4 separate regions of the Mus musculus genome follow, and regions 1, 2 and 3 are each linked to region 4. Evidence: chromatin contacts called from public Hi-C, HiChIP or PLAC-seq and promoter capture Hi-C data. All regions are on one chromosome and are shown on one strand. The core of a region is the stretch at or near the end of the contact, and the rest is flanking DNA. Distances in the headings are between cores, read along the strand shown. Region 1 holds the start of 9330020H09Rik (RIKEN cDNA 9330020H09 gene). Region 2 holds the start of Nckap5l (NCK-associated protein 5-like). Region 3 holds the start of Kcnh3 (potassium voltage-gated channel, subfamily H (eag-related), member 3). Region 4 holds the start of Tuba1a (tubulin, alpha 1A).

Region 1 (5,249 bases), core at 164-2,663, 390 kb after region 4:
CTTCACTGACAAAGAGAAAAGAATGCAAAAGAAAAAAGGCCTCCAGACCTAAACGATAAACGATCGGTGGTGTCCTTGAGCGTGGCGGGGTGGTGGTGCAAGCCTTTAATCCCAGCACTCGGGCAAAACCCGACGCCCCTCTGAGCTCCAGGGATGACAAAAATAAGAAAGGAAAGAGAGAAAAAGACCCCTTTACCCGGGGCTGGAGAGATGGCTCAGCGGGTAGGGGCACTGACTACTCTTCCAGAGGTCCTGAGTTCAATTCTCAGCAACCACATGGTGTCTCACAACCATCTGTAATGGGATCCGATGCCCAATTCTGTTGTCTAAAGACCACTACAGAGTACTCATATACATAAATGAAGATAAATAAATCTTTAAAAAAAGGCCCCTTTACCCCCCCCCCCCAAACACTCAAACGAAGCTCAGTGGCGTTGATTTTATTCCTTCCAGATGATTGGCCGCAGTGAAACGGGAGGAAAGGCTGCTACAAAATAGGAGAGCGGTTTCCAAACGCGCCGGAGTTCTCCATGCCGGAGCTAAGAACCCAGGAACCTTTTAGTGGCTTTCGCGTTTCTGCACGGGGCAGGGCCACTCACTGTCTCGTCCTTTCTCGGTTTTCTGAGAGTCTCGCCTATTTCCCCTGCCACTTTTTCCGTAAGCCCGGTGTTACAAAGGGGCCTCCATCACGCACGTCCTCGGAAACTACCCAGCCAAGCGCAGCGAGCGTTAACTAGAGGCCCGCCGGTGAGGCCCCCTTACCGCAGTTCTCGCGCGGAAAGACGAGACCTTTAAAGAACGACGTCAGATAGTCCCGCCCACCTGGCGGTCACACGACCGGATCCTGCGTCCCGGCCGCCGGTCCGTTCTTAGCCGCGGACTGGCTGTGGATTCGTCTACGGGGTGTCGGAGGGGTCATTCCGGAAGTCGGCGCTGGAATCTTCGGCTTTCTGGGCGGAAGTGTGTCACAACCTCGGTGGTCGCCCCTTGGAGGAAGTTCGTCACGTCGCAGTAGTCTCGGCACGGCGGATGTGTGTCGCCGCTCCGGTGACGCTGGGAAGTGCTCGCAGCCCCCGCCGCTGCCTCTTGGTTGAAGCACTATGGAGGGAGAGAGGAAGAACAACAACAAGCGGTGGTATTTTACTCGCGAGCAGCTGGAGAACAGCCCGTCGCGTCGCTTTGGCGTGGACTCCGATAAAGAACTCTCTTACCGCCAGCAGGCGGCCAATCTCCTCCAGGACATGGGACAACGTCTGAACGTGTATCCTTTCGGCCTAGGCCATCGGCCTCGGAGTGCGTCCGGCCATGCTTCGACGTCCGGGCCGGCGACGCTGGTGGGGACAGAAGCGGGTGGGGTGGTGGCAGGAGCTGGGCGTCTAAGTTGGGAGAACCCACAATGGCGCTCGCTGGCCGAGCCACTGTTCGCGCGAGGGAAGTGAGGCGGAGTCAATTTCCCGCTCGCTCACCGGTGCCACCGGCCGGGCTGCCGACTCGTACCTCTCCTGTCTTTGTGTTTTCGCTGCTCCTTCCCAGCCCCCGTCCTCTGGATTCTGCCCTGTTTTAGTGGCTTTTGAGAGTCTTCTTTCTGCTGTGACCTAAGGCTCCGTTTAGGACGTTTCGCTATCGACTCTGCCTCCCCAAAGTGTATAAAAAGGGTTTCGGGAAATTCTGTACGCAAAGGACTTATGAAGGTGGTCTGGAATTGCTGCCCCAGTTTTGGTTCCAAGCCCGTTTCTCTCACTAGCTGGCTAACCTGTCAGATTCTCGTTTAAAACAAAATGTCCCAATGTCTGCCACCACGCTTGATATTCAAACGTTCTAGTAGCTGTTTCATGGAATTTAAGAGGAAAAAAAGATGTCAACTTAGGTTTGGGGGGAGGGGATATACAAGTTGGTATGCTTAAAGTAGTTTTCAGAATATTAAGTCCTTGCTTCTTTGGGCACTAGTGATAGTTTATTCATTAGGTTTCAAAATTTAGAGGTAATGTAGTTTAGTGATTTCCCCCCTCCCAGTTTTTCTTATGAAAATACAGTCTTGTGGCAAAACTAATAGTTTTAAAGTTCTTTCCGTTGTCCATATATATATATATTTTTTTTCTTTTTCTTTTTTTTATTTTACTTCCACTTATGTAGCATTTATTTAAGAGTGATGCTGAGGGCTAGGCCTGGTGTCCTGTGCCTTTGATCTGAGCTTTGGAGAAGTAGAAGCAGGCCAGAATTTCCATGTAAGACCCTGTCTCCAAGAAAGAAAAAAAAGTGCAGAGTTTAGGTCTCTAGTGTTTTTAAGTCTGAAGGTTGTATGTTGTATAGGTGTTCTCTTTATTGCCAGTTGTCTCCTATTGAAATCCAGTTTCCCAAGCATTTGGTCAGTGCACGATCAAACCTCTCTGAGTTTCTGTCTGTGTTTACGGCACCTTTTAAATGTGTGTTTAAGCTTGCCGCCATCATATTGTCACTTCTATGCAGACTGTTGCTGAGGTCTGTGGGAATAAGTACTCTTACGTTTTGGGGAGGTTGGAATGGTACCCGTACAAAGGAAGGCAGGGGTTTATTTTCAGTGGATGACTATCAAATGGTTTCAAAGGTTTTATACTTCAGAGGTCATGTAATATTTCCTGAAGGAATCAGAACTAAGCAGGGTGTGGTGGTGCGTACCTTGAATCCCATTGCTCAGGATGGGGAGGTGAGCAGATCTCTACTTCTGATGCCAGCCTGGTCTACACAGCACGTTTTAGGACAGTCAAGGATTCATAGAAAAACCCTGCCTTGAACACTGCCCACCCACCTCCTCACCTCCCCCACGCCCCCCCCCAAAAGAAAGTAGAACTGGAAAACTTAATTATTGAAGTTTAAGAAGGTGAGAGAGAGAAAAGTTCCAAGAGCCTAGTAAGGGAAGGCCTGGTAAATATCCTTAAAAAGTTATTTTTTGTGGGGCTAGAGAGATGGCTCAGCAGTTACAAGCACTTACTGTTTAGGCAGGGCCTATATGGCAGCCCACAGTCGTCTATAGCTGCAGTTGTAGGGTAATCTCATGCCCTCTTCTGACCTCTGTGGGCACCAGACATGCCCTTGGTGCACATACATAGAATCAGGCAAATGCTGATACACTTTAAAATTTTAAAGTTATTCTTGGCCTGACAGAATGGCCCAGCGGGTAAAGGCACTTCTCGTCAAGCCTGGTAGCCTGAATTCCATCCCTGGGACTCGGGTGGGAAGATAACCGACTCCTGCAAGTTGCCCTCTGACCACCATACTCATGCTATGGCCAAAAGTAAATGTGATGAAGTTGTCCTGAGCTAAAGGATCGTCTTTGCAGAAGGCAAGTGACAGGACAGGAAGCCTGAGGTCGTATGCAGCTTTGTTTGTACTGATTTACAACTTGCTACTTGTTTTGTTTATTCAGTCAGTAAGTTCATATTAAGTACCCGTTAGGTAGAGCACATGTTGTCAATTGGCAGTTAATTTCATTAGAGAAGGAAACGAATCTGCTGTTGGGTTGGAAGAGTTAAGTTTTACTCCCCTGTGGGATCATCTGTTTAGCTTGGCCATTTGTTACTTTGGGGGGAGATTATATTGTCTGCTTCTGAACCTTAACTCGAGCACTTCAGCTCACAACTGACGATCAATACTGCTATAGTATACATGCACCGATTCTACATGATTCAGTCTTTTACACAGTTTCATCGATATGTAAGTATAATTTTCTATGGTGAAATCCCTTTGGGTTTGAGTGTAGCTGCCTACTTTATGATTGGTCGTTGTTATTGAACTATGATTTTAATTTTAGAATTTAGGGCTCGTTATTTTAAAGTTAGAAAAGAAACCATGATTTAAATATAGCTTTCCGAGTAAGAAGACAAATGTAAGTTAGGTTTTGCAACATTTTTAAAAGTCTTTAAGAAAACATGTTTCAAATTTAGGATAAAAAAGGACTTGGCTTTATTTTTGCCTGTGTTTGGGTTAGGGAATGGTAAGAGTGTGTGAGTGCCCTCAGAGGCTAGGTGAGGACATTGAATTCCTTGGAGCTGGAGTTACCTAGGTGCTGTGAGCCACCTAAGTGGGCACTGGGAACAAAACTACTGAGCCATCTCCAGCCCAGATAATACATTTTGAGTTGTCTTGTTTTGATGCTAACAAACTGAAGAGAAACTGTGAAGCTAGATATAATTCCTATAATGTAGGAAATTGGCAGGCAGGTTCAGGAGTGACAGGGAACTCTTGATCTGTAGTAAAGTCTCCGAATTTTGGGTGATTAGATTAGTCATTTTGACTTTTTTTTTTTTTTTTTTTTTTTTGCCCTTAGCTCCCATAGTTCCAATTAGCCTTTATTGAGGCTATTTGATAGCACTGAAACAGAAGTAATTAATGAAGAATGAAATTAAAGAGGAGTTTCCTAGTTGTCTTAGAAATTTTGAGGGTTTTCTACATTCAGCTCTCCTTTTTTTAATCCTTTTTCCTCTTCCTCCTCCTCCTTTTCTTCTTAACTATGTACTAATGGCTGCACTTGAACTATATAGTTCTGGCTGGCTTGAATTTCCAAACACTGGCATTATGAACTGGAGGCACATGCCTGACAAGTACTTTTTTTTATTGTAATAAAGACTTGAAGTCTTAAATCAGGTTGTTCAGTGTGCATTTAAGTGTTAGCATATATTTCCCTATTTAATGACCTACTTTCTTATTGCTTTTGTGTTAATCTTGGTCAAGACAGACTTCTGATTATTTCCAAAGTACCTGCAGTAAACTGGTTGGATTAATGACCTGATAATTATTTCTTTACAGAGACATTCTTTTGAATATCATATCCTTTGTTTTTATTTGTCTCTTGTTCTGAAACAACCTCACTATGCAGCCCTGGCTGGCCTGGAACTCAGAGATTCACCTGACTCTGTCTTCTGAGCACTGAGATTAAAGGCAAACACTGCCATAACTGGTGTCCCAAGTAGTTGATCTTCTTTAGAGTATTGTTTTTTTAGTATATTCTGGAATTGGCACACCCTCTTTACAGAACATTAATAGGTTGAATTTAGCTGTGATCAATTAAAATTAGATTTAAGAGGGCTTAAAACCTGGTGACCTTGATGTTAGGCCTGTGAAGCCTGCTCTTGCAGATGTGTGTGTGTGCACATATATAGTGTACATGATGTGTGTGAGTGCAGTTCACACATGCTGTGGTGCACATATGTAAGTCAGAGGACATGTTTTGGTTCTCTTCTTCCTCCATAGGGTCAGGTTGTGAAATTTGGGCA
Region 2 (5,168 bases), core at 1,964-4,463, 500 kb before region 4:
TTGTGATCTTCCTGAGTAGCAGGGTCCTTAAGCCTGGACCATTAGGTCCAACAAGAAGAAGGGGGAGGAGGAGGAGGAGGAGGAGGAGGAGGAGGAGGAGAAGGAGGAGAAGAAGAAGAAGAAGAAGAAGAAGAAGAAGAAGAAAAGGAGGAGGAGGAGGAGGAGGAGGAGGAGGAGAAAAGAAAAAAATAATTAAAAGATGTGAGCAGATCCATCATATCTTACCAGTGAGAGATTTCAAAGTACATTGGCAATGCTTATTCCTGTTGAGAAAATTAACTGAGCACTAGCCAGCACCTTTCTCCTTCTTAGTAGGAGTAGTAATATCTAGACTGTGTCCTGAAGTTGACCCAACCTAAAAAAAATAGGCAGGTTAGGGTATTCTGAGAAGCTAGTTGACAACCCAACTATCTCTTAATTCCAGGAGTTCTAAACTTGGCCATCTTCTCAGCCAGCACGGCAGCAAAGTGATTCAACGCCAACCTCTGAAGAGGGAAGACACCCAGCGCTAAATGGTCAACCACACAGCATTAAAGCAGAGAATGTGGGAAGGCAGCTGAGTACCCTGATGCCATTGCAGAGGACCAGGGTTAAGTCTCAGCACTCACAAGGTGGCTCACAATCACCCATTATTCAGTTCCGGGAGATCTGAATTCAAATGCCACTGTGAGTAGTGAGGGCGTGGCTTTCTAGGGTCATCATCACTATATACGCAGTTATGCCACACCATCACACGGGTGTGTAAACAGCAGTCTACAGCCCCAGCCCCCAAGAAGTCTTAGCTCATCTTATTACAAACAAGGGAAGGATGTCATTAGTGATGCAGACTAAGAATGGAGAATAATCAATCTTGGGGCTTCAGACTTTTAATAAATTGATTAGTAAAACCGAGTCAAAACGTAGCAAGCCTCACCCAAGAAAATAACCGTGGAGCGCTGCTACAGCTTCACAGCTGAAGCCTGAAGCCTATCAAAATAGCAAGTGCTCCAGGGCCAGCCAGGAGGGCAAGGCCATGGACAAATGCTCTGTCTGTGCCTACTAAATAAGGGTGAGCACATGAAAGAGACAAAACAAAACATAAAACAAACACTCTAAGCCGGGCAATGGCGCGCACCTTCAATCCCAGCACTCAGGAGAGAGGCAAAGGCAGGTAGATCTCTGAGTTCGAGGCCAGCATGGTCTAGAGAGAATTCCAGTACACTCAGTCTCGATCAACCAACCAACCAAACAAACAAACAAAACAAAACAAAACAAAAACCCAACCAATCTAGATGTCATTTGCTTCCAAAAATTCAGTCACCTGCAAAACATTTAAAATAGTTAGAAATACCTGACGGACTTAAGATTTCCATCCCAAGACGCAAGAACCGCAGATACATCATTTGTGTTGGGCTTCAAAACCCTTTGAGGGGAGATTGTGTCTAATTATTGTTATCCCCCCGGGGTCAGCACATTAATCCCTATTCCGTAAATACGGGATGACTGGCCAAGGATTAATCAGTCCTGTAGTGTCCAAAGGCACCCTCAAAGAACATCAAGAAACAAGATGAAGAGGGAGTGGAAGGCTGTGGATTTGGCTCGGCACCAGAGTGCATGCTTGGTGTGTGCATGCATGCTCTAGGCCTGGTGGCACACCTGCGGTCCTGACACCCAGTACATGACACCTGTGTCCTGACACTGGGGGGCAGAGCGTTGGAAGTCTGCCTGAATTGCACAGCGAGACCGGAGGTGGTGGTGGTGGTGGTGGTTGTTGTTGTTGTTGTTGTTGTTGTTGTTGTTGTTGTTGTTCTTCTTCTTCTTCTTCTTCTTCTGTTGTTGTTGTTTAATCCAAAATGACTCCCTTATATAAATGCTCATTCTGTTTTCCAGATAAAACCTCTTGCATTGCCCCCCCCCCCCTACAAAAGAGGATTTGCTTGCTATCCCACTCTGGTAATTAGCTTCTTGCCAATCACTTGTCTTTATTCCTGCCTGGGTCCTACTCAAGTTCTCCATCTTTAGACTCCCACTCTAAAATGCCTTCTTCAGAGAGGACCCCTTAAATGCATCCCAGCCAACCTGACCACCCTACATTCTTGTAGGGCACCCGTTCTTTTACTGGACTAATTTTGCTTTAAGTCTCATTTGTACACCTAAGAGAGAAGCAATATTAATAAAATATACAAAGTGTCCAAAGATACCTCTGAATTCCCCTGTGTGCGCATCCAGGCCAGTTAATACAGTGCATATAGCTGAGGATTATAAGGTATCCACCGAAGGGCAAGGAAGTGTTTAAGGACCAAAATGGAGACAGAAGCTATAGGATCATGACAAGTTCAAGGTCAGCCAGGCCTATATCATGAGTTCCTGGCTAGCCAGAGTTAGAGATCCTGTCTCAACCAATCAGTAACAACAAACAGACCAAGGACAACCGTACTGAGCTCTTAAGTTGCAAAGGCCTGCAAGAGTTAGCTTGTTTCCTCCCGGTTAGTGAAGTGACTGGACTGTACTTTCTTCTTCCCTGACAGAAAGTAGCTAAAAACCAACCACAGTCTCTTTTTTCTGCACTACAGATCTACCTGCCTCTGCCTCACAAGTGCGAGGATTTCTCATGAGCAACCACGCCTGGGTCTGCCTTGCTTCTTAAACCAGCACTGCTTTCTACACATGTGCCTGTTCCTCGCTTCCAGTTTCCAGATTTCTGGGAGGTCCCCGACCTAGAGATGGAAAAGAGAGGCGGGTGCATTTCAGGCCAAGGAGACACTCAAGCCTCTTCCTGTAGATTTGCACCTAACACGTATGCAGCAAATTACAAACACGCTCTCAACCACATACACGTGCACGCCCAGACCCACGGAAGCAGACGCGCATGCCCGTGGGCCCGCGCAAACCTACTTAGTTTTCTCTGTTCTAAATGCCCCGGCTCCAGTCCCACTCGGCCGGGCCTGGCATCCCGATCCCCAGCACCAGGAGCACCGGGAGCACCGCGAAGGCTTTGCAGGTCAGCTCCGGCCTGAGGAAGAGTGTTTCTCCGCAGGGGGGAGGGGAGGGGAGGCCCTGCCCACTCGGGCGGAAGCGGCGCGCGCCGGCCGGGCAGACTTAGCTCTCGTCCTGGGAACATCTGGATAGAGCTGGGAGGGGCAGGCACCCAGGCTGAGCGTGGATTGGCTGAGCGGGAGGAGGGAGGCGGGGTCTGGGCGAGGGGCGGGGCTCATTGGCCCCTTTAAAGCCTTGACATCAAGAGGTGGCTCCGGTACCCCCCTTTTCCTGCACCCCCCTCGCCCTCCCGCCCCCGAGATGCGGCCATGGACCCTGTGGACCAAGCCAGTCGAGCTCAGCACCTGATTTCGGTAAGTTCAGGCCTGTTTGGCATTTAACGGGCTGAGAGGTGGGGGGCCGCACGCCCCGGGTGGGGGCCGCGGAGTGTGGAGTGAAAGGCTCTCGTGGCAGCTTTGGCTGGAAGGGGCAGCGAGCGAGGCTTCCGGCCCACACCTCGACGCCTGCCGGTCCCTCGCGCTGCACTCTCCCAGGAGGGGTCCTGTTGTGACTTTGTCCACCCCCCCACCCCACCCCCTCCCGCCCCCTGCGCCATCCTCGCGCACACTCGGTGGCCCCGGAAGGGAAACTTTCGGGAGTGGGGGGATGTTCCGGTGGCGGGTGTCCCTCCCTCTTTGAAAGCACTGACCTTGCCCCCACTGCGCATCCCACCCTCCCCGTATCCCACGGTCCCGGTAGCGTTTAGCGGTGCTGGGTTGCGGAGGGAGGGGGCTCTCCCCAAAGCGCAGGCGCAGACTGCAGCCCGGGGCACCCCTTCGCACTCCTTCCAGTCCCTGTGGCCCGGGGCTGTAGGGCGTGGGGGAGGCGGGGAAAGGCGGAGTGACCGGGTCTTGGGAACCACCCTGCTGAGGCTCTGAGGGGCTGTGGGAAGAAGGGAACCCGACAACCTGCATGCTGAATAGAGGCTGAGCGAAGGAGATGGGTTGGGCTGGAGTAAGGGACAGGGCAGCCCCGACTGAAAAGGTTTCTGGGTTTGGGCTGGGGTGCTGAAAAGAATGCAGAGAATTTATTTGTGCCTGACATTCCCTTGGTTTAGCAGGCCCAGGAGAGCGGCAGTTGGGACCCCAACTCCCTCTTTTTATATCCTGGGCGGAAGGCCCCTCTTGTCTCTCTAGCCTTGGCGCTGTCCCAAGGGCACAGAAGGCCTTCATCTCCTAAGCCTGGTTTTCCAGAGGGCTCACATGAACCCACCCAGCCTGCCCAACAGCTGCTTTTTAAAGACCGCCTTCCTCAGGAGCTGGAGGTTTTAGGCTTGAAGGCTTCCTTAGGTTTGGAGGCAATCTTTGATTTCCCTCTCCGCCAACTCTCCCGTTCTCCAGTGGGCCCTCCTGCTTAAACACAATTGTCAGCCAGAGGAAGTGGTTGGAGACAGAGGCCGGCAATCAGGACTGGTTTGAGGAACCATGGGGAAGGAGTCTCTCACTATTGTGTGCTCAGGCCTCTGAGGGGAAGTGAGCATTGTACAATTGCTTTGTTGTAGACCCTCTTCAATCTTACAGGACCCCCCCCCCTCCCAATCTGGCCTGAAAACCTGGCTCTCAGATTTTTAAAACCCATCCCTAGTGTGTGAGCAGAGTTCCTTGTATTCCCACATAGATTGTTTGGTTTTGTTTCCAGCACCTGTGGTCTACCTAAGGTGTCTTTGGCTGTACAGTATTCTCCAGCTCTAGCCTTTGGAAGAGTCGGGCTTCAGAGAAGGGATGCACTCCACCACATGGCAGAGAATATTCGTGTATGTGCACTGAGTTGCTGTCAGGATGGCCAGAGTCAAGAGCCCTGGGCCCTGGTCTTGCAGCCTGCGCTGTGACCTTGAGCAAGATGGTTTGCTTCTATTGAGCATAGTTTCCTTCATCTTCAGAGCTCAGCAGTAGGACCAGAAAGATCTAAACCTCCCATACACACACACACATACACACACACACACACACACACACACACACACACACAAACATGCACAGAGGTGGTGACTCGAGGGGTGAGGGGTGAAGGGTCCTCCAGCAGGCTGGCTCTGTTAAGAGAGCTAAACTGCTGGGCTACAGTTTATTAGGGTTAGCATTTTGGATTGAGAAAAACAGAACTTTGTTCCGCCCGTGAATAGGCCTTTTCTGCTCACCCCGGTGCCTTGGGGTATG
Region 3 (5,308 bases), core at 1,447-3,946, 270 kb before region 4:
CAACTAGCCTATTAGGATAAGATTCCCATCCCGGGACTAAACACACAGCAGCGCAGACTGAGCGGAGCTCAGTGAGGACAAGTGGGCGCCTGTAACCCACACTGAGTGTCACAGACACCCCTGAGCCTGAGCCCAAATCTCTGCTTCTAAATCAAGGAGCCAGAGCACCCACCTCTCTCCTTCCAGTTGTCAGGGCCTCCTCGGTTCTTGGTCTCGCTGATGTCCTTGTGAGAGACCAGGAAGAGGGCCACCTCCCCCTTCTCATTTTTTATAGGTATCACATCCAGGAGACACCAGAATGGAAGCCCTAGGCAAAGAGACAGACTTAGCTGCCTTCCGTTCTTACCTTGCCCTGCCTAAGTTAAGAACCCCTTGGACGGTCCCTGGTAAGAAGCTAGCAGAAACGGAGCTTCCTGGGGAGAGAGCAGCAGTGTGGGCTCACTCAGGACAAGGCTTCGGGGAGCGAGGGGAGCAGACATGACTGTCAGACACGACTGTCAGACACACTGACATGGGGTGGCTCCCCTCCCCCTTCTGAATATGAGAAACTGGAGATTGGAAGCGAGTGGAGGCTGAGACCAGCAGAGGAGGAGGAGCCCAGGACAAGAGGTAGAGGCAGAGAAAGGGGTAGAAGGGTGGATGGGTACATTGGAAGATAGGAAGAGAAAAGAAGAGAGATAGTGAGAGGATGGATGCCCTGTCCAGCATAGTGACACTGAAGGTAAATTGGTGCCACGGTGCCTTACCACTCTTCCGGTACAGGATCAGTTCAGCCTTGAATTCTTTGTGCTCATCTAGGGCCTTTCGGATCTGTTGGCGGACCAGCTCACTGGTGTCTGGCCCATAGAGGAAGGAGCAGGCACAGCCCCGCTGCATGACCTCAGCTCTGGAGAAACCCGTGAGGTCACAGAAGCCATCGGAGCAGTAGACCACAGGGAAGAGCCCCGCCACCTGGGCGTTGCCCAGCACGAAGTTGCTGTCTGCAAGAGAATGCGAAGGGCACCTTCACCTACCAGCCCCGCTTCTCAAACTACTTGCAAACCCCACCAAAGCGTGGGGTTTCGTCCCCAAAGGAAGCTGTGTATGCTGGTCATGACCGGTTCATGAATGAGGCTTAGCATGCACACCTGGGTATCGGTGTCCTCAAGGGAGGGTCCCCAGCTGAATGCATAGGAGTGCATGAGAGGACCATGTCAGTGCGGACTGCTGAACGCAGTCCTGTGTAGGCACTGCTGTGCAGTGTCCTGAGCAGTCTGAGTAAGGGGTGGGGCTGGAGATTTCCAAAAGACTGTACCACCTGCTCTGGGCCCACCTCGGCTTCTGCCAGGTTCATCCCTTAACTAGATAACTAGGCTGGCTGTGTGGCTCCTCCCACGGAGAACCGCTTGGTCTGGGAAGCAGGCCACCATGCATCCGATGCCCCGTTCGCTGCACACCCTGGCTCAGGGACTATTGAACGCCATCAAGAATGGCGGTGTGTGGATAGTGGTTGAACAACAGAGCCTGGAGCCAAGAATGTATTGGGGAGTGAGGGGTGCTGAATCAGCAGGCTTCAAGCCCAAAGCAGATGGAGAAGCCTGGGGGGTGGGGGAGCTCTGTGATGAGTTCCTACAGGCTGTCTACAACAGGAGGGAGAACGCTTGTCAGAACTGGGAAGCCCCACTGGAGCGAGAGGGGGAGGGACCCTGTTTTCACGACTTCCCTGTGTTCAGAGCCAGAGGAACTCAGAATCTGGAAGCTCAAGTTGCCTTTTCCAAACTTCCCCAGTCCGGATGTGAGTCTCCCGAGCTCAGAGGAGCTCAGCTTCTTTGGGGCCGGGTGGGCATTCCAAGCGACGGGTTTAGACTGTGCGATACGCTTGCAGACACAGTTCTCTGCTGAATCCCGCCTACTCTACCTTCCTTTGCAAATCTTATTTCTAAATCTGGGCTCTGTGAGCCCTCTGCGCTGTCCACCAGGACTGGTTCCGCGCTTCACCCGACTCGGCCTTTGCAACCGCGCCAGGTCTGAGGATAAGACAGGCTGGATCAGATTGACTCATCCCGGTCCCGCACCTAGGGACATCTTACAGTATTGACCCTGAAAACCTCCGGGAAACCTTCACTTACTGGAAGGAGAGAATGGCCCTAGCTTCAAGAGGGGTGAGGAAGGGGATGGCTGGTGGGCACCAAGCAGCAGGTGGCAGTTCCGACAGTGGATTACTGCCCGGAAGCTAGGGAGCTAGGGCCTGACTCACGCGTCCCGTCGAAGCGGGTGGCGATGGTGTCCAGGAAGGTGTTCTGCGGCGCCAGGAGCCCCCGCATGGCCGGCATCTTAGGCGGCGGGGGCCGCCCGCCCCATCCCTCCGGGGCGCGGGGACTCAGCGCCGGGGGAGGGCGCCTGGCTCGGCCGCCCCCCGCCGGGCCCCGCGCCCCCTAGAGTAGCCGTCGGGGGGCTATGCCCGGCCCAGGCTCGCAGGCCCCAGCAGCTGCCGGCGCACAAGGGGGCGTCCGCACCGTCGGGGCTGGGCGCATGGCGCGCGCGCGACCCCTCGCCGCCCACGGATTCCGGGCTGCAGGCCCCGCGGCCACCGCGCACTCTGCACCTTTGGTCCGCCCGCGGCTCCTGTTTCTGCAAGCGGGGTGGCTCCCGCTTGGGCTCGGCTCAGCGCCGGGTCCCCGCAGCTCCCTCCGTCTGTCGGGGAGAAGCGGCAGCCTACCTCCCGCACCGCCGCCTGCACCGGGGTAACCATGGAGACGGGGCACACCCAGTCAGGGCCGCCTCCTTAAAGAGACAGGCCTCCTGCGGAGGGATCCCCCTCCCCTGGGACCTTGGTGGGGGCAGGGAAGGCTGCCGCCCCCTAGCGCTGCCAGACTCCCTAAGGCGAGAACCCGGGCCGGGTGGGCTCAGCCTGACAGCCTCGGGCTTCTCTCTCCTGCAGAGGGATCAGAGGAAGGCTTGGGGGCGTGAGCGTGTGTGAGTGTGTTGTAGATGTGTTTCGGAACGAGAATAATGTCATGAGAACGGGAACTGGCGACTAGGTGGCGGGGAACGTCCAGTAGTTGAAGGTTTGGGGCCCCCGGGGAGCGCTGACTATGCAGAGTTCTCTAAAAGGGAGGCTTCTGAACCTGTTTTTCCCCCCGGGTTCAGTCAAGCCTTTCCCGGATGCGGCTCGGCTCCCCTGAAAAGTGGAAGCAGGAGCTGAGGAAACCTGAGGCTAGAGTGAGGTCCAGATGCCTTGGGCGAGACCCCGGAGCGCAGAGGGCGCATTGGGAAAGTGAACTCCAAGCCCTCCGCTCGCCCCACGCATTTCCTCAAGTTTCTGTCGCCGCGGGAGGGTCAGAGGCTGGTCCAGGAACCCTGTGTGTGCTTGGCTAGCCCCCCCCCCCCTTTAGTCGCGGAGTTCGATTCTCCCCGGAGCCCGCACCTCCAGCGAGGAGGCGGAAAGCAGGGGCGGACGGCCGTCTCCTGTCCCTGTCCCCGCGCGCCGCGACCGTCCCCGCGGCCTCTCCTGCCAGCGCCGCTCCTCCTCCCTCCTACGATTTGCCAGTGAGCGCGGCTGCCGCCCGCGCCCAGAGAAGCCGCCGGGGCCAAAACTGCAATTTGCTCTCCAATGGAAGAAGCCGGAGCTCAGCACTGCTCCCCTGCAGGAGACACACCCACTGCCACCAGCGTCGGAAAGAGGAGTATACCCTGCTCCAACTACCCGTCAGCAGCTAGTAAAGCCCAAGCTCAAGGCACCTGTATTTAAATGAACAGGAGCTTTGGGAAGAAAGGGAGGAAGTCCCCCCCTCCCAGTCTGCTGCACCCTGAAATCCAGCTCCCAGGCGAGCCTGAAATGTCCGCAGATATGGTTCCCGACTCCTGATGGGTCAGGGCTAAAGAGTAACCCCTCCAGTCCTCGCAGCAACCTTCTTTCCAGGAGTTAGATAGCATCCCGCTAAACAGAGGAATATTTTAAAGCTCACTTTAAGCCAGGGCGAGGCTGTTGTTGAAAGCGTCATCTGCAGAACTCGGCTAGCCGAGCCGGGTTTAAGTACTGCTCTGAACTCGCTGTCCAGGAGATAATCCTTTTCTTGTAAGACAACTTACTAACATTTCTGTGATTCAGTTCTCTTCATCCGTGGAATGGAAATAATAATAACTACCCCTGTGGGTTCTGAGGAAGAAATAAGGAGGCATATATACCCAGGACAGTGAATGTGCGGCACTTGCTTCATGCAAATGTTTATTGTCTGATTTTGAGTCTCAGAGGGATCTTGAGAAACGCCCCGGGGTAGTTATTTCACAAAGGGAGAAGAAAAAGGAAGGAAGGAGAGAGAGAGAGAGAGAGAGAGAGAGAGAGAGAGAGAAGAGGACAAAGTCGGGGTTCCATCTACAACAGTCCCTGCTCCCAAAACACCTGAGTTGCATAGACATCACTGGTCCTCTGGGGTGGTCAGGTCTAACGGGTCCAAACTATATCCTCGAGGTCATGTTTAGGCTTCCAGATCAGTGACCTGGACTGACCTGGGCTGGCTTGCGGAGGTCAGGGAAGCTAGAGACCTGGGTTTAAATCGGGCGGAGTAGTTGGGGTTGGGAATGACTGAACTTCGTATTTCCCGAGGCAAGGAGGGCTCTGTGCTGAATAAGTGCTCTTCTCGGATTCCCCTGCTAATTTAACACGGAAGCCGTTCCTATTCACCAGTGAAAACACGAAGGTCATGGACCTTGTCTGAGACACACTGCTTGTATTAGCGCCATTCCGGTCACTATTTTGGTAAGCCTGGTTAGGTACTGGATGCTATGCTAGAACCACTCTTTCTTTTCTTTTCTTTCTTTCTTTCTTTCTTTCTTTCTTTCTTTCTTTCTTTCTTTCTTTCTTTCCTTCTTTCTTTTCCTCCCTGTCTTTCTTTTTTTCCCCTGTCTTCTTCTTCCCAAACAGGGTTTCTCTGTGTAGCCCTGGCAGTCTAGCACTCATTCTGCCCCTGCCTCGAGTGCTCGGATTAGAGGCTTGTGCCGGCGGCATGCACAGCGTTGGGACTACTCTTATCCCAGAATGAAATTGCAGTCCTTCAACCCCTCAACATATCTAAGTACTCATAAGGTGGGCGGGTCTTTCCCTGTGGCGTGGCCATTCTGTTTAAATGAATGACACATTCAAACATCTTCTTTCCACCTATACCAGCCTCTCAGATCTGTTCGGGTCTGGCACTTATTTGTTTACATGGATTTCCTTGGCTCTTAGTGATTAATTTCTAACCCACTCCTTCCACCATCCCTAAGATACACTTACACACGAAGGGACTGGAGTGGGGGTAGGGGACATGTGATTAGGAGCCAGGGAGGA
Region 4 (5,468 bases), core at 769-3,268:
ATGGGTGTGGCCTTCTCTGAGAGAGCGCTGACACCATTTAGTTCTTGTTCTTGCTGATATACTTACATGTTAGAGGTAGTCAAGTCATCTCTCTTCCCTCTGCTATAAAATAATGAAGATGAGGGGGTTGTTTTTCCTAGGAAATATGCAAGAAGTAGACAATTCTTTGTTTGTGGGTTATATTGATTTGTTTTGTTTTGTTTTTCTTTAGAAAAGACTTTTACGATAAATTTAAACAAGAAAGGCAGAGCTGTGGACCTCAGGCTAGAAGAACTCATGGCCACCATTGTTAGCTCACAACCTGCAGCTGCTGTGTTCCCAAGGCTCTCCCTCCCACACCAGCGCCCTGCGCCTTGGGAGCCCAGCCGGAATGAATGGACTCCACAGGGCTCGCAAACAGAGCTGCGGGCGACCAAGACTCTGCTACTGAAAGGGAAGCCATCTGTCAAAATCCACATTTTTAGCTCGGTGCCCAAACAAATATCTCTTTTCCTCTAAAATTTCATCCTGCAAATTATCAGTGGTCCGCAGCTCGGAGACTCACTATATAGAGATCTTCCTTGCTGACAACGGAGCCTTTCTACATAGCAAGAGAGTGCCACTGTAATCTATTTCCTAGGAGTGAAAGCAAGGCATTTTTGTCCCAAGGGGCAATTGAGCAAGGACCACAGTCTCTGGCTGAGCAGCCTTGGGGAGAGCAGCTACAGTTCCCACAGTCAGAAGCCCAGCTGCGGAAGGGGCTATTTACAGAATTCAGGGAACTACATAAAACTGCAGCAGGGCTGGCACTGCACAGTTGTCTGGGGATGAAAACATCACAAAATGGTTTCCTTTTATATTATAAAACGCTCCTCTTTTTAATTTGGCATCTCAGTTATTTTTTACTTGATATCACCCCTCCCCCTCCAAAAAAAAAAAAAAGACTGGAGAAATACAAGCCCACACAAAGAGCTAGTTTTTAAACTCAATTCTTTCTCCTTACAGTTTCTGAATTCCATATTAGAAAGGATGGCTCATTTCTAGGGACAAAATAACACAGGCTCTGGGGTGAGGTAGGGTGGGGTAGGGGGGCGGGCACGGAGGGGTGATGGGAGAGAATTACAGCTAAAGAAAGAAAGCTCTCTAGTATTAAGTACTACTTTGTATATTATTTCTCTCTTCTCTTCTTTCTTTCTTTCTTTCTTTCTTTCTTTCTTTCTTTCTTTTTCTTTTGGTTTTTGAGACAGGATATCACACTATATATCCAGGGTGGGCACAAATTAGCTGCAATCCCCGGCTTCCCAGTGCTGGGATACACAGGAATAAACCACTAAGGCCAGTTAAGATGACCTTGAGCTGCAAGTCTTCCTGCCTCTGACTCCCAGGTGCTGTTGAGGTCACAGGCGTGGTCTACTCGTACTGACTTTTGCTCAAATAATAATAAAGAATAACAATAATACAATAACTATGAAACTAAACATTCAGCCACGCCTTTTTGACCACCCCCGTATCTTCTGCTACTTTTTAAAGCAAATAGAGATGTTGAATTCTGACAGAACGTAATTAAATTCAGTATATTAAAAATGAAAAGCTGGAATTTTCCAAAAAGATTCTAAACATAAATTCTGTGATTAAGTGTTGGGAAAAACCTTAGATGATTTTTAAATACAGTTTAAGGTTTAAACTACGTATAATCATCCAACCCCAGTTTTCTTTCTTCCCTTTCCACCCCTCCCCAACTCCACCCCATAATGGATGCTCGGCTAGCTGCCTTTGCACGGCCTTTGTCTGAAGGATGCAAAGTCTACGGATGCTAGGGGGAAGGGGTGGGGGAGAGATTACCTCATACCATGTCGCTTGCACCAATCACCACTCTCCTGTCGCGGCTTCTCTGGGCAGACAGAGGGGTCTGGACCAACAGGAAAAGGCCCTGGCCCATCCCCATGGTGACAGAGCTGTATATAAGGAGCCGCATCCGCCCAAGTGCCGCAGGTTCTCTTACATCGACCGCCTAAGAGTCGCGCTGTAAGAAGCAACACCTCCTCCTCGCCTCCGCCATCCACCCGGCAGCCGCGAAGCAGCAACCATGGTGAGCAAGCCTTCCCCGGCTCTCGGTAGATAGAGGGTGGGTGTCAGTCGCCCCAGATCTGCAAGGAAACGTCTAAGGCTTTGGTCACCTCTGCGGGGAAAGGGTGGTCTCCATGCTTTAAGTTTATCTTAGTCTTTGAGTCCCGCCGCCGCAGTGCGGGACACGGAAACGCCCAGACCGGGAAGAACAAAGGCAGCGCCGATGAGCTAGCGCTGGCAGAGCCAGGGACTGCAGGGGACCACGGGGACCGCCGGGGACGGGTGGGGGATCGAGGGTCCGCTGCTGTAGGAGGGCAGGGGCGGCGGCCGAGCCCGAACTCCAGAAACACCGCCCCACTTCGCTAGGAAAATGTTTAGTTTGCGTCGGATCCATGGCAGCCGCTGTCAGGGAGGCGCAGGGGCGGGGTTGTTTGTCTCTTGCTTCCGTGGCGTTTTGGGAGGGGTTGGTTCTCACTAAGCCTCTTCCGAGCGGTTTTTTTTTTTTTAATTATTTTTATTTTTACTTTAAAAAAAATCGTTGTGGAACTGTAGTCATGGGATGTTTCGTCTGCAGGGCTGTCAAAAATACGATTTGCTTAACGGGGACATCTCGCTGAGGGGGGAGGGGAGCTGGATGGTTGGGGAATGACAAAGCCCACTTTGTGAATCCTAGAGTACGCTGATGGTCAGAACCCAGGGAAACGCCCTTCCCCGCCCCCCACCCCCGCAGACAATGAAAGTAGTCCCTCCACAACAGACGTGTATCTCTATAGAATGAAATATTAGTGGTATGTAGAGATTCATAGGATAAAAATATTATTTTCTACTTTTAAATTTAGCTATCTTTTCACTTGTTTTTTTAAAAAATGTTGGCGCTCATTGTTTCTAACTTAGCCTGCTTTAAGAATATTTCCATTCCATACAGTGGAAAACCTTCAAAAAACAATGGATTTTCTGCAAAGAAAAAAATTATACTCTGCACCCAACCATCTTTTGTTCTAATAAATGTGCACTAATTCATTAATTCAGGCTAATGGCCCCAGCCAGGGTTAGGAGGGACCATGAAAGCAGCACAAAGAGATCGCATAGACAGCTGCTGGAAATAGAGCTTTCTCTGTTAAATAATGTAACAGCACAGGCTAGCACCAGGCACAGAGAACGTGGCAATGCAGAAATCAGACTTTGTCTAGCTTGTCGACTAGCCAAAGTACTGATGGGGTCTGTCTGCAGAAGGGTGTGGCTCCTGGCCTCAGCCGCACTGCAGATGTCAGTGTTGAAATAGAAGGTCCTATAGTGTGAGACTCTTTATTATGTAGCCTAGCCAGAGTACTGATGGGGTCCACAGAAGGGTGTGGCTGTTGGCCCCAGCCGCACTGCAGATGTCCATGATGAAATACCAGGTCCTATAGGATGAAAACTTCATCCTTACTTATCGGGTAAAGAAGCAATTAGTATTATTATGGATAATTATTTTGTTTTACAGAATCTATGCTTTAAATATTTTTCAAATATGAAAGCTGTTCTATTCAAGCAAGGCTTTGGAAACAATGGGTTTGCACCATGTCTTAAGCAGTATTAAGGTGACATCTAGGCCACACCCACTTTTGGTGTTTGTAGTGAGTACTCCTCATTGTTCCTGTTATTAGGGATGTGACTCCAAATAAATTTCAACAATATTTCTATTTTTAGAAACACTTTAGAAATCTATTAAGATCTAAAATAGAAATACAGCTTAATATTATAACAGCTTAATTTTATAATTTTTTTCCCTCTTTCCACAGCGTGAGTGCATCTCCATCCATGTTGGCCAGGCTGGTGTCCAGATCGGCAATGCCTGCTGGGAGCTCTACTGCCTGGAACATGGCATCCAGCCTGATGGCCAGATGCCAAGTGACAAGACCATTGGGGGAGGAGATGACTCCTTCAACACCTTCTTCAGTGAGACAGGAGCTGGCAAGCATGTGCCCCGGGCAGTGTTCGTAGACCTGGAACCCACGGTCATCGGTAAGCTGGCTGGGGGCTTCCCCAGGCATTCCTTCTTGGTCACATACTCAGAATCTCTCTCCAGACCCAGAAGGGTGAGTGAGCTTGTGTGTGTCCTCGGTGGCCGATGGCTGACGTCTTCTCCCTTTGCAGATGAAGTTCGCACCGGCACCTACCGCCAGCTCTTCCACCCTGAGCAGCTCATCACAGGCAAGGAGGATGCTGCCAATAACTATGCTCGTGGCCACTACACCATTGGCAAGGAGATCATTGACCTTGTCCTGGACAGGATTCGCAAGCTGGTAAATGCCATATATGGATGGGTTTAAAATGCAGTGGGAGGGTGTCTTGGTATCTGTCAGAATCTGTCAAGTCTTTTCTATCAAGCAAATATGGCTCCCAATCTAAAGGAATTGCAAATAGTGCTAAGAGTATGCCCTCCTAATAAAACATTACATTTCCTTTTCTCCCACAGGCTGACCAGTGCACAGGTCTCCAGGGCTTCTTGGTTTTCCACAGCTTTGGCGGGGGAACTGGCTCTGGCTTCACCTCCCTGCTGATGGAGCGGCTCTCTGTGGATTACGGAAAGAAGTCCAAGCTGGAGTTCTCCATTTACCCAGCCCCCCAGGTTTCCACTGCTGTGGTTGAGCCCTACAATTCCATCCTCACCACCCACACCACCCTGGAGCACTCTGATTGTGCCTTCATGGTAGACAATGAGGCCATCTATGATATCTGTCGTAGAAACCTCGACATTGAGCGCCCAACCTACACTAACCTAAACAGGTTGATAGGTCAAATTGTGTCTTCCATCACTGCTTCCCTCAGATTTGATGGGGCCCTGAATGTTGATCTGACAGAATTCCAGACCAACCTGGTACCCTACCCTCGTATCCACTTCCCTCTGGCCACTTATGCCCCTGTCATCTCTGCTGAGAAAGCCTACCACGAGCAGCTTTCTGTAGCAGAGATCACCAATGCCTGCTTTGAGCCAGCCAACCAGATGGTGAAATGTGACCCTCGCCATGGTAAATACATGGCTTGCTGCCTGCTGTACCGTGGTGATGTGGTTCCCAAAGATGTCAATGCTGCCATTGCCACCATCAAGACCAAGCGTACCATCCAGTTTGTGGACTGGTGCCCCACTGGCTTCAAGGTTGGCATTAACTACCAGCCTCCCACTGTGGTACCCGGTGGTGACCTGGCCAAGGTGCAGAGAGCTGTGTGCATGCTGAGCAACACCACAGCCATTGCTGAGGCCTGGGCTCGCCTAGATCACAAGTTTGATCTGATGTATGCCAAGCGTGCCTTTGTGCACTGGTATGTGGGTGAGGGCATGGAGGAGGGTGAGTTCTCTGAGGCCCGTGAGGACATGGCTGCCCTAGAGAAGGATTATGAGGAGGTTGGTGTGGATTCTGTGGAAGGCGAGGGGGAGGAAG

Evidence for each region. Hi-C and Micro-C count contacts between places; a contact is called where the count stands out from the background. HiChIP or PLAC-seq counts read pairs in DNA pulled down with a chosen protein or histone mark. Capture Hi-C pulls out chosen DNA fragments and counts their contacts.
Region 1: a contact with region 4 is called in a FOXA1 HiChIP or PLAC-seq map of pancreatic cancer cells. The contact joins the promoter of 9330020H09Rik here to the promoter of Tuba1a in region 4. A contact is called at or near these places in 1 of 39 promoter capture datasets (erythroid cells), 1 of 115 datasets of contacts at active chromatin or transcription factors (pancreatic cancer cells) and 1 of 9 other capture datasets (liver).
Region 2: a promoter capture Hi-C map of adipose tissue shows a contact between it and region 4. The contact joins the promoter of Nckap5l here to the promoter of Tuba1a in region 4. A contact is called at or near these places in 2 of 115 datasets of contacts at active chromatin or transcription factors (bone marrow-derived macrophages and pancreatic cancer cells) and 1 of 9 other capture datasets (adipose tissue).
Region 3: a contact with region 4 is called in a Hi-C map of forebrain, with 6 times the contacts expected there. The contact joins the promoter of Kcnh3 here to the promoter of Tuba1a in region 4. A contact is called at or near these places in 1 of 484 Hi-C or Micro-C datasets (forebrain) and 2 of 115 datasets of contacts at active chromatin or transcription factors (microglia and pancreatic cancer cells).

The regions. Positions count from the first base shown.
Region 1 is chr15:98,563,488-98,568,736 of GRCm38.p6, reverse strand. 9330020H09Rik (RIKEN cDNA 9330020H09 gene) reads right to left here and starts at 1,413. Exons shown (of 2, transcript NR_028442.1): 1 at 1,212-1,413; 2 at 1-1,098. Ccnt1 (cyclin T1) reads left to right here and starts at 1,001. Exons shown (of 9, transcript NM_009833.2): 1 at 1,001-1,261; 2 at 3,609-3,690. The coding sequence starts at 1,101.
Region 2 is chr15:99,455,793-99,460,960 of GRCm38.p6, reverse strand. It overlaps Nckap5l (NCK-associated protein 5-like), which reads left to right and starts at 3,213. Exons shown (of 13, transcript NM_001001884.1): 1 at 3,213-3,329.
Region 3 is chr15:99,221,980-99,227,287 of GRCm38.p6, reverse strand. Kcnh3 (potassium voltage-gated channel, subfamily H (eag-related), member 3) reads right to left here and starts at 2,696. Exons shown (of 15, transcript NM_010601.4): 1 at 2,237-2,696; 2 at 747-980; 3 at 173-307. The coding sequence starts at 2,312. It overlaps Gm46538 (a long non-coding RNA gene), which reads left to right and starts at 1,415. Exons shown (of 3, transcript XR_001781769.2): 1 at 1,415-2,141.
Region 4 is chr15:98,950,051-98,955,518 of GRCm38.p6, reverse strand. It overlaps Tuba1a (tubulin, alpha 1A), which reads left to right and starts at 2,018. Exons shown (of 4, transcript NM_011653.2): 1 at 2,018-2,068; 2 at 3,828-4,050; 3 at 4,183-4,331; 4 at 4,505-5,468. The coding sequence starts at 2,066. B430209F14Rik (a long non-coding RNA gene) reads right to left here and starts at 186. Exons shown (of 4, transcript XR_875650.3): 1 at 67-186.